Linked DNA regions of Mus musculus: region 1 is linked to region 2. Evidence: chromatin contacts called from public Hi-C data. All regions are on one chromosome and are shown on one strand. Each heading gives the region's core, a stretch centred on a gene start, on an enhancer-like site or on the middle of the called end of the contact. The rest is flanking DNA. Distances are from core to core; before and after follow the strand shown. Region 1 overlaps Gm33484 (a long non-coding RNA gene). Region 2 has its middle 4.5 kb from the start of Gm40374.

Region 1 (6,674 bases), core at 3,313-5,812, 760 kb before region 2:
CCCAGGGCAGGGCTTAGAAGGTGTATAGCCTCACTCCACTTCCTGTTTCCTGCCCCACTTCCTGTTTCCTCTCTTCTGTTTTTTGAGTGTGGATAGAAAGGTTCAGCCAGCTTCCTGCCTCACCTGTCTTCCCCACCTGTGGCCATGCCCTTCTTGGCAGGGTGGACTCTCTCAGGAACTGTAAACCAAAGTAAGTTCCTACACTGCTGCTGTTTGCTGACATATTCTATCCCAGCAATGAAATGTAACTACAAATATGGTTTGTTTAATCAGGTCTTTGTTCCTCCTCCTTCTCCTCTTCCTCCTCTTCTTCTTTTGTACAAATATTGCTTTACTTGATATAATTTAGTGGGTATATCCACAGACAAATTTCTTTGTAGGAGATAAATTATAGAGCAAAAAGTACTAAGTTTTATGTTTCAAGAGATATCGTTAAACATTTCTGAAACCTTGTGCCACTTTATGCTCTCCCACTGACAAATGCCACATCTGTTGTAATTTGTGTCAGGAAAGAGCTATTTGTACTTTCCAAGTGACACTGTTGTAACTGTTCCTAGTGTTTCTATTTTCTGTTGGTATAACAAAATACCTGAAGGTGGAAACTTCACAGAGAGATTACGTTTATTCAGCCTTCAGTTTTGGAGGCTGGAAAGCCAGGATTCTTTGTCCTTTGATGGGTGACCTCATAACAAGCATCACCACGGAGAGAAGACCTATGGCAGAAATCACATAAGAGACCAGAAGCTTGAACGAGCCAAGGCCAACTTGCCCTCTTTATAACCAGAGACCCCAGAACAGCATCCATCCTTCCCGAGGACAGCATCCCCACCTTCAGCCCAGGCTCTTAAGGCTTCCACAGCCTCAAACCCAGCACTCCGGAGACTCAGCTCCAGCTGGTGGGCTTTGGAGGCCACAGTCAGACATTATCCAACTACAGCACATCACCATACCATTGCTGCAATGCTTTCACCCTGGTTCTCACAAGCAGCGGGTGAGATGGTCCTCCGCCACTGCCTCACTTCTCACTGAAGCTTGGGGAAAGTTTGTTGTTGTTGTTGTTGTTGTTGTTGTTGTTGTTGTTGTTGTTGTTGCCCTGCCTTCATTTCCCCACCCAACTCCACAGGAATCTATTTCCTTATCCCACCATGTTGAGTTAGACATGGGACTCCTCTGGGTAGAGATCTAAATTCAGTTACATGGCTTAGCTCGAGCATCCCATTGCCCTTGAGGTGAGTGTACTCGAGCTGGTTCAGGTTTCAGAATGACGCTCACAGTGCCCTGTAAGAACTGGATCTACAGCCCAATTCGACCACCTTGGCTGAGCCCCAGATCTGAGAGTGAGAGAGACATGCCCATTGGGGTACATCACTGAGAGTTGAGGTTTGTTTTGTTATACAGTATGATCAGAGGATTACTGCATGAAAGCTACTTATGAATTTTGTTGGTACTGGCAATTGTGCCGTGTGCTTTGACTTTGAGACAGGGCCTTACTAAATTGTTCCTTCTGCCCTTGAATGTGTTCTGTATCTAAGACAGACCTTGAACCTGTGATCCTCCTTCTGTAGCCTTATGAGTAGCTGGAATTTCAGGACTGTGCCACCAGATTCAACATCGCTGCTGTATTTTAAAACACTGTATATGTGTAAACACACATGTACAATTTTATAGATATACCTAGAATTTATAATTGTTATAAAGGTTTCCATGTTTTTTTCCTTTTTCCTTGTTAAGGCAGTTACTCTGTCTTTATTCTCCTATCCACAGAAACCCCCTTCCCTTTTCAAGTAACGCATGCTGTCAACCTACTGTGTGCCTGCCCATTCTTACTCTGCTGGCTAGCTTTTTGTTTATTTGACACAGATTAGACTCATCTAAAAGGAAGTCTCCACTGAGAAAGATCCGGCTGTGGGTGGGCCTGTACAGCGTTTTCTTAGTTAATGACTAATGGGGAGGGTCCAGCCCACTGTGGGCTGTTTCACCCCTGGGCTGTGGCTGTGGGTGCTATAAGAGGGAGCCATGAGAAGCCAACCAGTAAACACCACTCCTCCAGAGCCTCTGCAGAGCTCCTGGCTCCAGGTTCCCACCCACCCTACATTCCTGCCCTGACTTCCTTCTATGCTAAACAGTGATGTGGAATTGTAAGAAAAATAAACTCTGCTGGTCATGGTGTTTCACATTAGTAATAGAAATCCTAAGACACCTTTACTTATATTCCTATATATTCATTTAAAATAACAAACACAGCAGGTGATAGCCAACTAGCTGAAACATTCAATATTACTATATCACTGTATGCTACACACACACACACATCTGACATTTTGTGCTTTCCATAGTGGCACAAAATTATGAACATTGTTGCTTTCTTATTATTCTTACAAAGAAACATCTCAGGCCTTAAATTCCAGTGTGACATGCATGGCTTTCTCACTTATCATGGCTGCTGTATGGAGCCATAATCAAACCAGCCTGATATGTCAACATTTGGTCCACAATGCTGTGTCCCTAAGGCATCCATCTGGTCCCAGGGATGGTGGGCTGATGATGGGTGGTGCATTTTGCTATATGGTGCCAGCTTCTTGTGTTCAAATGTGACAATTCACATTCATAACTGCCAACAGCATTTAGGAAACTATTTCCTTCTTCCACACTCCAAGAAATAAGTAAGTGGCTTTCTGGGTTTTGTCAACTATATAGGCAAAAGCAATCCTCTGAAACTGTGTACCGGGAATTTCGGTATCTTTGCTTATTCTAGTGTGCTATCTCAACCTTGTTAATATCTGCAAGGGTTTTTTTTTTTTTTTTTTTTGGATATTGATCTTAACCATACATTGAATTTTTTTTTTACTCTAGTATTTGTCCACTGATTTTGTTTAGGTTCTTGTTTGCCTCTGGCCCAGCTCCCATTTTCCATGTCTCTCCCCTAATCTCATCTCCTCTCTTTTTCTTTCCTTTCCACCTGCTTCAGTGTGGCCACTTTTCTTCCCCTTTGTTTTGTTCAGTCAGCTCTCGCTTCTCTCTGTCCTTACCTCCTCTTGTCTCTAGCTCCCTGTGTTGATTTTAAGTGCAGAGAGCCTGGCTTGTGTCATCTATACAGCTGTGAAAGACTAAAGGTGACTGGAGCAGACACAAAGAGGCACCAAATTCTCAATTCTCAGAACTGGGTTGAGACTTTGAGAAGGTTTCCTTTTTCATGGAGAACCACCCCTAGGCCTCCTGGAGAGCCTAATCCCATAGGTCTGGTGTAGGATGCAGATGGTGTGTGTGTGTGTGTGTGTGTGTGTGTGTGTGTGTGTGTGTGTGTGTGTGCAGGACATTCCAGTACAGTACACAGTTAAGACCAACAACCTGTAAATGAGGATTGGAATGGGGGAACTGGGCTGTTGATCCCCAGTGTCCGTACCTTGCTTAGAAGACTGAAATCCAGGTTGTTGAAGTCCCAGGTGACTTGCTCCAACAGCTGTACAGCTCAGCTCAGTGCAGGACAGTCTGAGTCTGCAGGTCCATCTGGGCAGGACCTGTTCAAAAGGCAGCACAGCTGAAGTACTCCAGGTGGCCAGAAGGTGGCAGTGTAGTCGTGTGATACTCAGGCGACCTGCTGGCCCGGAGGATGCTAAAGCCAGACTGGCAAACCGTGAGGTGGGAGGGATTCTCTGGCCCTCTGACGACCAAGTTCACCCAGCATCTATTGAAGTGAGCTATCTCATGTCAAATACTCTCATTTAATCTTCATGGAAGCCCCAAATAAGGCACATTATTTCTCATCTACCAAACGGGGAAGGTAATTTCTTTGTATTCAGCTACAGTTACTGTATGTACTGCTTCCTCCAGTGTCAGCATATTAACACAAGAGACACTCCATTCATTAGTTCATTCATGCTGATCATTCCTTCCCTGCCCTTCTGTCCTCTACCCCTTCCAGGGACAGCAACGATAACTGCGTTAACCAAGGAAACGCAACGTCCATAGTTGTTCGCACTTTAACAGGTCACTGAGGAAGCAAATAACGGTTGGATCATGATGACATAAAAGCCCTGAGGTGGCCTCTGACACACAGCTAGGACAAAGGTCACACTGAATATCTGTGGACCCAGTGCGGGACCTTACTTGGCTAATGTGACATTACTGGATGATCCCTCACAGCAGTTTTCCAGGGGACATGGCTCTACAGATTCTCACCGTCTCTATGGCTCCTTTTCCTTGCATCTATCTTCATGCTTCCCTTGGCCATCAAAGGGCTGTGCCAGGCTGGTGGCCACTGAGAGAGGAGGGCTTCCCAACTCATCTCCTTCCTCTAGCTCTGCCTCTCTCCTGGTGTCAGCATCATCATCACACAGGCCACAGTAGCCCAGGCTCTCACACCTACCTGTGCTAAGTCCATCCATCTGTCTATCCATCCACCTGTCTGTCCATTTGTCCATCCACCTGTTCATGTGTCCATTCTTTATCCACGCATCCATCGGCCCTCCATCCATCCACTCAGATGCTTCCAGCATCCAGCCAAGGCCTGAGTTTGCCAAGGCTAAATTTAACCCGCAGCTGCCTCATCAGATGCTGGATATTTTCAGTGAGGAGTCTCGGGCCGCTGAGCTGGAAGCCTCTGAGGGCTGCTGGCCAGAGCTTACACCCGTGCTTTGGGTTGAGCTCAGCATCCAGGCTGTTTCGAGAACTTGTCTCTTCCACTCTCTTCCTTTTAATTTTTAAAGAGATATTGTAATGCTATCATTTCCTCCTTTCCTTTCCTCCCTCTAAACCTTCTCATGAACCTCTCCCAAAGATGGAACGAGCAACAGCCGAGAGCCAAAGAGTCAAGTGACTTAGAGAAGCGGATTCTACCCCACCCCCACAGCACTGATGGTACCGGCACCCCTCACAGCCCGCAGAGCTAGACTTCAGGCGAGTCTCTGGTGGTTGTGATGCCTGAGGGACTAAGCTTTGTAAACCTGTCTTCTGCTATCCCATTGCTGGGACTAAACACCAAGTACTAACTAGGTTTAGGTATTTTATAGAGAGCCTTTTATTTAAGACATCAAAGATTGGACTCATCCCTCAGTCCCCTCACATCCACCCTGATGGAAACTGAGGCAAGATGAGAGCAAGTGACAGAAGGACAGCTCTACACTGTCACCTGCACACTGTCACCTGCACCCTGTCACCTCCACCCTGTCACCTCCACCCTGTCACCTGCATAGTCACCTGCACACTGTCACCTCCATACTGTCACCTGCACCCTGTCACTTGCACCCTGTCACCTACACCTTGTCACCTGCACACTGTCACCTGCACCCTGTCACCTGCACCCTGTCACTTGTACCCTGTCACCTGCACTCTGACACCTGTACTCTGTTACCTGCACACCGTCACTTGCACACTGTCACCTGCACACTGTCACCTGTACCCTGCCATCTCCACACTGTCACCTGCACCCTGTAACCTCCACACTGTCACCTGCAGCAGCCTGAGTTCTCTTTATAGACCACCACGGGGGGGGGGGGGGGAAACCCTGATCCTGGGCTGCCACCTGGGCAGGAATTTCAGGATGAGCCAATAGGAGACAGAGTTGGAATTTACTAAAAGCAAAAAGGAGGGCAGCTGGGGAGGAAACACAGGTGTGGGCTGCTCACAAAGGAGTCGGGTTTCAAGAGTCCTCCTGGTGACTATGTCTGGGTTCTGGAAGCGTCTGGGGTTCGCTGCTCAGCAGGTTCCTAAGGGACACTCCCCTCCCCTACCTCTCCACTCTTGAGATTAGAAGTTGGCACTGAAGGTGCCTTTGGTGGGATTGCAATCCAGTAAGGCGCCAGGAGGAGCCCCGTAGATTGCACAAAGGGTTTGTTTAGGACCCATCTTTTCCTGTTAAGTGTGGTTTCTGGTGAGAGCCTAGGAAACCACAGGTTTGCAGGTGAGGTTTGCAAGGCCTTAAATGGATGTCATTGGCTGTGTTGTCATCCTCGACTCTCAGCTGGTGAGAGGCTTCACCCAGCTTCTGAGCTGAAGGGCACCTTTCATGTCCACGTTCCTTAAGCTTCTGTCCTCCCTCAACAACACAGAAGTCTACCACTTCAGTGGCCAGAGATCCCACCGCTGTATAGAAAATAGGGCAGGAGGCGGGACTCATATGCAAGGTCTGTTGCATCATGGGGATAATGACATTAAACTAGTACTGTCCGTGTCTTCCAAAGTATAATTTGCTAATGTAGCAGATGGCTCCATCACAAGCTGTAATTTGTCCCCAAAGACTCCCAATGCATGTGGCTTCCTAGAGTCAGTAATTAGCCTTGGCAATTAAAGATTAAAATCAGCATAATGTTGTTTAACTATGCCCCCTAAGCAAGCCATAGCATTTGAAGAATTTCTAGGTATGGCAATATACATTTGAAAAACTGTTAACTAGATAGACTGATAATTTGAAAGTCAACTCAAGACCCACTCTGCAGATCTGTGTTTGTATACTCGCATTACTATCTCAGCTATTTTTTGCATGTATATGTGTATGATGTGGCTGTGTGTATGTTTCCAAATGTGGGTGTGAGTACATGCGTGCGTGCTGTTGAGTGTGCACTTGTGGGAGGGTGCACGTGGAGGCCAGAGACTGACAGAAGATGTCTTCAGTTGCTCACCACGTTATCTTTTGAGACATGGTCCCTCACTTGAATCCAGAGGTCATCAGTCCAGCT
Region 2 (6,175 bases), core at 2,153-4,652:
AAGAAACCAAAGGAGCACCACTAACTAAGTCAGCTTCTGAAACTTGTACCTCATAAGCAATCTGCCACAGTCACCTTGGCAAGACACTCTAAATACAGTAGCCAGTAACCTCTTTTTATAAAATAGAAATCCAGTTTTATCTCTGTCCTTAAAACTCTTCACTGGATAATCAGAGTTTTCAGAATAAAACCCCTAAATCTTCAACATTCATGAACTAGCACCTGTTGACCCAACCTTTGCCCATTCATCGCCTCTCCTCCTACCTTATACCTTATACTAGCTAGGGCCCATTGAACTGAGTTCAGTTCTCCAAATGTGTAAATTCCCTATCTCCATACTTTGGTGTTTCTACCAATAACAGCAGTAAAACACAACCAAGATGGTTTAAGTGAAGAAGTACATTCAAAGGCATGGGAAGTGCAGAGTGGGATAAGAAAAGAAAGAAAGAAAGAAAGAAAGAAAGAAAGAAAGAAAGAAAGAAAGAGAGAGAGAGAGAGAGAGAGGGGGGGGAGGGAGGGAGGGAGGGAGGGAGGGAGGGAGGAAGAGAAGAGAAGAGAAGAGAAGAGAAGAGAAGAGAAGAGAAGAGAAGAGAAGAGAAGAGAAGAGAAGAGAAGAGAAGGTACACACAGTTCTCACAGGCCAGAAATGATGGTAAGTGACTACTGTCGAAGGCTGAAGGGGCAAAAGGAGAAAGTCCTGACAACAGAAGATCTGGTCTCCTAGACAGGAAGGCCCATCATTAGCACTTACTGTTGGGATGCAACTACTCCAGGACCAGGCTGCCCACCCCCACCCTGTATCCTCTCCATCTTGTCCAGTGTTCCTTCACAGGATCTCTCAGTCTGTTTAGTAGTGGAGTCATGTGTGTGACTTCTACATAATCAAAGTCTTTCCCTATGTTACCATCCCGATGCACACACACAGTATCTGGCACAGATGGCTGCCTAACTGATTTTTAAGATCATTTAAAATTACTTTTACATTTTGCTGTGTAGACTCTGAAGTCAATACACTCAGAGTCAATGTAAGAAAAGTGGGGTGTTTCAGGTAGCGCTTGTGGAGGTAATTTTAAATATAATTTTTAATGTTAGTTTATTTTTCTATGTATGTGTGTGAATGTGTGTGCACCACATGCAGGAGCCCATGGAGGCCAAAAAAGGGCACATTAGACACCATAGAAGTAGGGTTACCAGTGGTTATGAGGGACCACATGGCTACTGGGAACCTAACACAGGCTCCTCAGCAAGAACAGCCTGTGCTCTTAACCACTGAGCCATTTCTTCAGCCTCAGAGCTATTTATTGAGAGAAGAAAGCTACCACTGTGTTAGGTTCTGTCTGACTAGAAATCTCTCCCCCAAGAAAACCAGCTATATCCAGTTACAACGTAGACAGCAGTTTCCCTGACTTTTCACAGAAACCAGGGAGAACTCTATTACATAAGCCAGAAGGTGAGGGGTAGCATCTGCCTTCTCACTAGACAGATGAGAGTCCCAAAACAGGAAGCTGGCTGGAGGGAAGAAGATGGGGAAACAAAGCTTCACTGAGAATGACCAGGTGTCCCTTGGCCCCACAGCTGGCGTATGGAAATGGTGGTGACATGTCCCATAAGAAAAAAAGTAGGTTTGCCCTCTAAGAGTAAAGTTAAGCCAAGACATAAGACAAGGAAAGCTGCCAGCTCTGAGACCTATACAATATGACTGCAATCTAATGTCTTAAACTACACGTCTTGGGGGCCTAGGGAGATGGCTAAGTGGTGATGAGTGCTTGCTACTTTTCCAAAAGACTGAGTTCAGTTCCCATCACCCAGGTCCAGAGGGTCACAACCACCTATAACAACTCCAGCTCCAGAGGACCCAAGGCCCTCTACCGGCCTCCTCGGGCACCCACACTCACGTGGCACGCATACACATAAATACAAATGGAATAAATCTTTAGAATACATGCTTTATGAGTTTAGGTAAGGTACATCCAGCCATCGGCATCCGCTTGGCACTGGAACACAGACAAGAGTGAGCCTGTGAGATTTCAGAGAGAAGGACTTGTCAGCCCTTGGACCAAAGTGAATTCATTAAGATGTAGATTGTACTCAGAGCCAGACTCAAGGTCGATTTCAGCTCTAATTTGAACTTTTACCGTAGATTCTAACCCAATGGGGAATTTTTTTTAATGAAAAAATTTGGTATCATTGCTCAAGGACAAATGTGGAATCCATGGTCCCGTTTTTCCTCCTCTGTAAAAGGGGGGAGGAGTCAAGTCCTCACTCTCTTCCAGCCACTGTTAGGATGACCACATGCCAGAAGATTCCCTGTAGACATGGTAGTGCCTTGAAGTTGAGTGTTGTGTTGAGCAGTGAGCCCTGCCTAGCCTTGACCCCATTCCTATGGGTCAAAACATTATGAGTCTGAACATTATGAATACCTGCCCCTGGTTCTCCTTTATATCCAGAAGAAAAGAAAAGGAAAAAAAAAAAAAAGGTTACCATAACTTCTGGCTGAAATAATGAAATGAGGACAGTTTTCCAGCAGCAGGAAATTGTCAGACGACATGAGCAGGGGAAGTGTCTAGTCAGGCCAGCAGCAAACCTTGGAAAAACTGGAAACGGGGAGAGGTGGGCTCAAGCAAATATCCAGCTTAGAAGGGGAAAGGAACTCAAAATGCCAGAGACCCCTCAAAGGGAGTGGGGAGCTTTTCAACTCCTGCGACTATGAGGGTTACAGGGGAGTGGTGGGCTGTGTATCAAGGTCGGAAAAAGACAAAGCTCTTGGTCTGAGTTTGCATAAATAGGGAAGAGTCAAAGAGAAGAAAATGGCTAAGAGCCTGAATTTGGACTAAAGTAAATTCCGTCAACATGATTAAATATACACAAGGCGCAGAGAGGAAGCAGGAGCCAGCACCCAGGCTCACCATAGGAGCCAAGCCACAAAGTGCTCACACAGTGAGTCTGTCTGGGGGCTGGGTAAAGGAAAGTCAGTCCAGAGGCCTGATGTCAACTCCACAGCAGCATACAGAAGCAAACATGAAATGTGTGCCAACACCAAATGGCCCCCAAGTCATCACCCACGGGTTTAACTCTTGCTTGTGCCGGGCAAAGTCAGACCCAAATGTCTGACTTCTGTGGATCTTCTTTATAGAATGTGTTTTTGATAATACCAGTTCCTCTTACCCTGTGAGGTTCTAAGAGTCAAATATAATGCCACAAATGAGGGAAAGATCAAGTATCTGATGTTCAGCTGGACAATTATGTCCCCTTCCCTCAAGAACACGTACGTGTTCGTATTGGATGAGCGAGCGCCAGGCCTGGCCTTGGTTTTCCTCACCTCCACCCACACCCCTCCCACCCCGAGCACACAGCTTTCTTCCTTCTTTGCAGCAAGCCAAGCTGTACCCCAGCTGTGGCCTGCCCATGCTTTTCTTCCTCTCTTCCCTCAGAGCCCTGCTCAGCAACAGCCTTATAGGTTCTGGGAGCCCAGCCCACTTCCCCCTGCTGAATTGCTGGGCTCCCCGCTTCCCTATAGATTACATCACTCCCTGGAAAACCGGCCTGGTGCAGCATCCTGGAAACAATCCACCTTGCGGCAGCCCAGCACAAAGGACAGATGCACCTTCTTTCCCGTGCTCCTTAGCTAACGAGGATGGTCGGGAAGGAGGAGTCTGCGCTAGTCTAGGCCCTTCTGGAGCTTTGTGGGGCTCTCTGGAAGCTCGCAGAAGTAGGCATAATGGCATCTGGGCCATTAGGTGGCATCTCAGAGGAAACCTCATTCTGTCTTTGTTCCTTCTCCACCTACTCAGGTAGCTGCCCAAGGCGTCTACTTGCCCTTTGCCCCAGCAAACATGTCCTAAACAAGACATGCGCAATGACCACATCAGTTTACCTGCCAGTGCGATGGGGAGATCTCATAAGACCACTGGATGAAGAGCTACAGGCAATTAATGGCTTTTGAGGGAATCAGTGTTTTCCAGGGATGAGTCCCTCGATAGGCTGGCCCAAGTGGTCAGCCCCAAACACATCTGAGCAATACTAAATGAACTTACTCAGGTGCATGCATGTATACATATATAAACATATACACATATATGTAAATAATGTGTATAAAACATTACAGAAGAAAAGATCATGCTTTTGAGAGGGCATGGAAAGAAGACAATGGAGGTGCAGTGGTTTGAATAAGAATGGTCAGCATAGGCTCATATATTTACTTAGTCATCAGGGAGTGACAACTATCTGGGAGAGATAGGAATTGCAGCCTCGGAGAGTATGTAGCCTTATTGGAGGAAGTGTGTCACTAGGGGTTGGGCTTTAAGATTTCAGAAACACAAACCAGGCCCAGTGTCTCTGTCTTCCTGCTGCCTGCAGATTCAAATGTAGAACTCCCAGCTCTTTCCCCAGCACTGTGACTGCTGAATGCAGCCATGATTCCTTCCACGGTGATGATGGGCAAAACCTCTGAAACTGTAAGCCAGCCCCCGTTAAATGCTTGCCTTGAAGAGTTGCCTTGGTCATGGTTCTCCCTGCAGTAATAGAATGCTGACTAAGACAGGGGTGGGGAGTGTAAATACAGCATCATGTATGAAGTTCTCAAATTTTACAAAGAAAAAAAGAAAGAGAAAAAGAAAAAGAAAAAGAAAGAGAGAGGGAAAAAAAGAAAAAGAAAAAGAAAAGGAAGAAGAAAAAGAAAAAGAAAAAGAAAAAGAAAAAGAAAAGGAAGAAGAAAAAGAAAAAGAAAAAGAAAAAGAAAAAGAAAAAGAAAAAGAAAAAGAAAAAGAAAAAGAAAAAGAAAAAGAAAAAGAAAAAGAAAAAGAAAAAGCAGGCAGAAGTGGTGTACACCTTTAATCCCAGCACTCAGGAGACAGGAACAGGCAGATTTCTGAGTTTGAGGCCAGCCTGGTCTACAGAGTGAGTCCTGGACAGCCAGGGCTATACAGGAGAAATCCTATCTTGAAAAAAGAGGGGGCTAAGAGGGGCGCTTAAGATCATCACATGTTTTTTACTTCACCCTTTTTATGAATACATTTATTATTATTATTTAGTTATATTAATCACGTTGTTCTGATTAGAAATACAGAACCCAGCTAACTTGCCCATCAAATCCCTGGCTGATTGGAGACGGCTGTAGAACGTAAGCTCCCGCTGTAGAACCTTTATGCTTGCTGCTCAGTGTAAACGCACCCTCTCCCAGGTACCCAGAGGCAGAAGTCTTCACTGCTTACCTTCTGATGTAACCTCTGGTGGGAAATCTATTTTAAATCTCTCTCTCTCTCTCTCTCTCTCTCTCTCTCTCTCTCTCTCTCTCTCTCTCTCTCTCTCACACACACACACACACACACACACATCTCACAAGCACACACCACAAGTATCCTTTATTCTCCCCTCCCCCTTCCGTACCTCATCCTTTCTCTATAGCACTAACACTTATTATTGACATAGGATGTAATTTACCTGTGCGTGCTTCCGTGGCTCCTTTTCGCTCCCATCCTGCTAGAACATAAACTCTACCAAGTTTGTTCTATATAGACCAAGTACCCAGATCAGTGCCAGAGCCCAGGATGCCCCAGAACCCTTGGTGTGTGGAAGAATAAACTGAATAAAACAGATTCAGGATGCTCTAGCAGAGGTACCAGTTACCCACAATCCCTCCCTGTAAATACGCATGCCTTGTGCTCTCTAGAGTGCCTGCTCTGACCTCATCATCATCACCATCGTCCCTTCTCCGAGCACTAGCCTATCGGCACCTGAGGTCTATCCATGGTGGCTCCTTCCCAGCCACCCTGTCCCATCCAGATCCCTGTCCTCAGTTTTCCTCTTTTAAATATTCCTTATTTCTTTTCTTCGAAGCATGTTAGCCAGGGCACAGACACTCAGAGTACGTCTGAGGAAGGGAGGTAGAGATGAGGAGGGAGTGAATTGCATCGAGATGTCTCCTCACTTACTCCAAACCCTTAGACTTTACTCAAATGCCCAGGAGAGAAAATGACTCCATTGGGCCCAGAGTCTATTCTACTTTAAAAAAATTACTCAAGCTTGAGATAAGTAGAAATTATGGAACTCAAGGGAACATGGCACAAGACCCACTAGGATCACGTGGAAACTGGCTGTGGGGGAAACGGGGTCCTGCTCAGTAGGAGGAGGAATGGTAAGCACCATTCCAACCCCACTGGTGTGTTCTTACCCACCTG

What was found. A called contact is a pair of places that touch in the nucleus more often than the background predicts.
Region 1: a contact with region 2 is called in a Hi-C map of cerebral cortex, with 2.3 times the contacts expected there. The contact joins two enhancer-like sites. A contact is called at or near these places in 3 of 484 Hi-C or Micro-C datasets (B cells, cardiomyocytes and cerebral cortex).

The regions. Positions count from the first base shown.
Region 1 is chr12:32,894,564-32,901,237 of GRCm38.p6, reverse strand. All of the region lies in intron 2 of Gm33484 (a long non-coding RNA gene), which reads left to right. Among named protein-coding and RNA genes, the nearest start is that of Gm33484, 11 kb to the left of the region's middle. Within about 2 kb of position 4,562, at least 37 of the 459 cell types and tissues checked have an H3K27ac peak or open chromatin away from gene starts, as enhancers often do. A contact at or near this core is called in cerebral cortex, where this site is marked.
Region 2 is chr12:32,135,793-32,141,967 of GRCm38.p6, reverse strand. No RefSeq gene overlaps it. Among named protein-coding and RNA genes, the nearest start is that of Gm40374, 4.5 kb to the left of the region's middle. Within about 2 kb of position 3,402, at least 36 of the 459 cell types and tissues checked have an H3K27ac peak or open chromatin away from gene starts, as enhancers often do. A contact at or near this core is called in cerebral cortex, where this site is marked.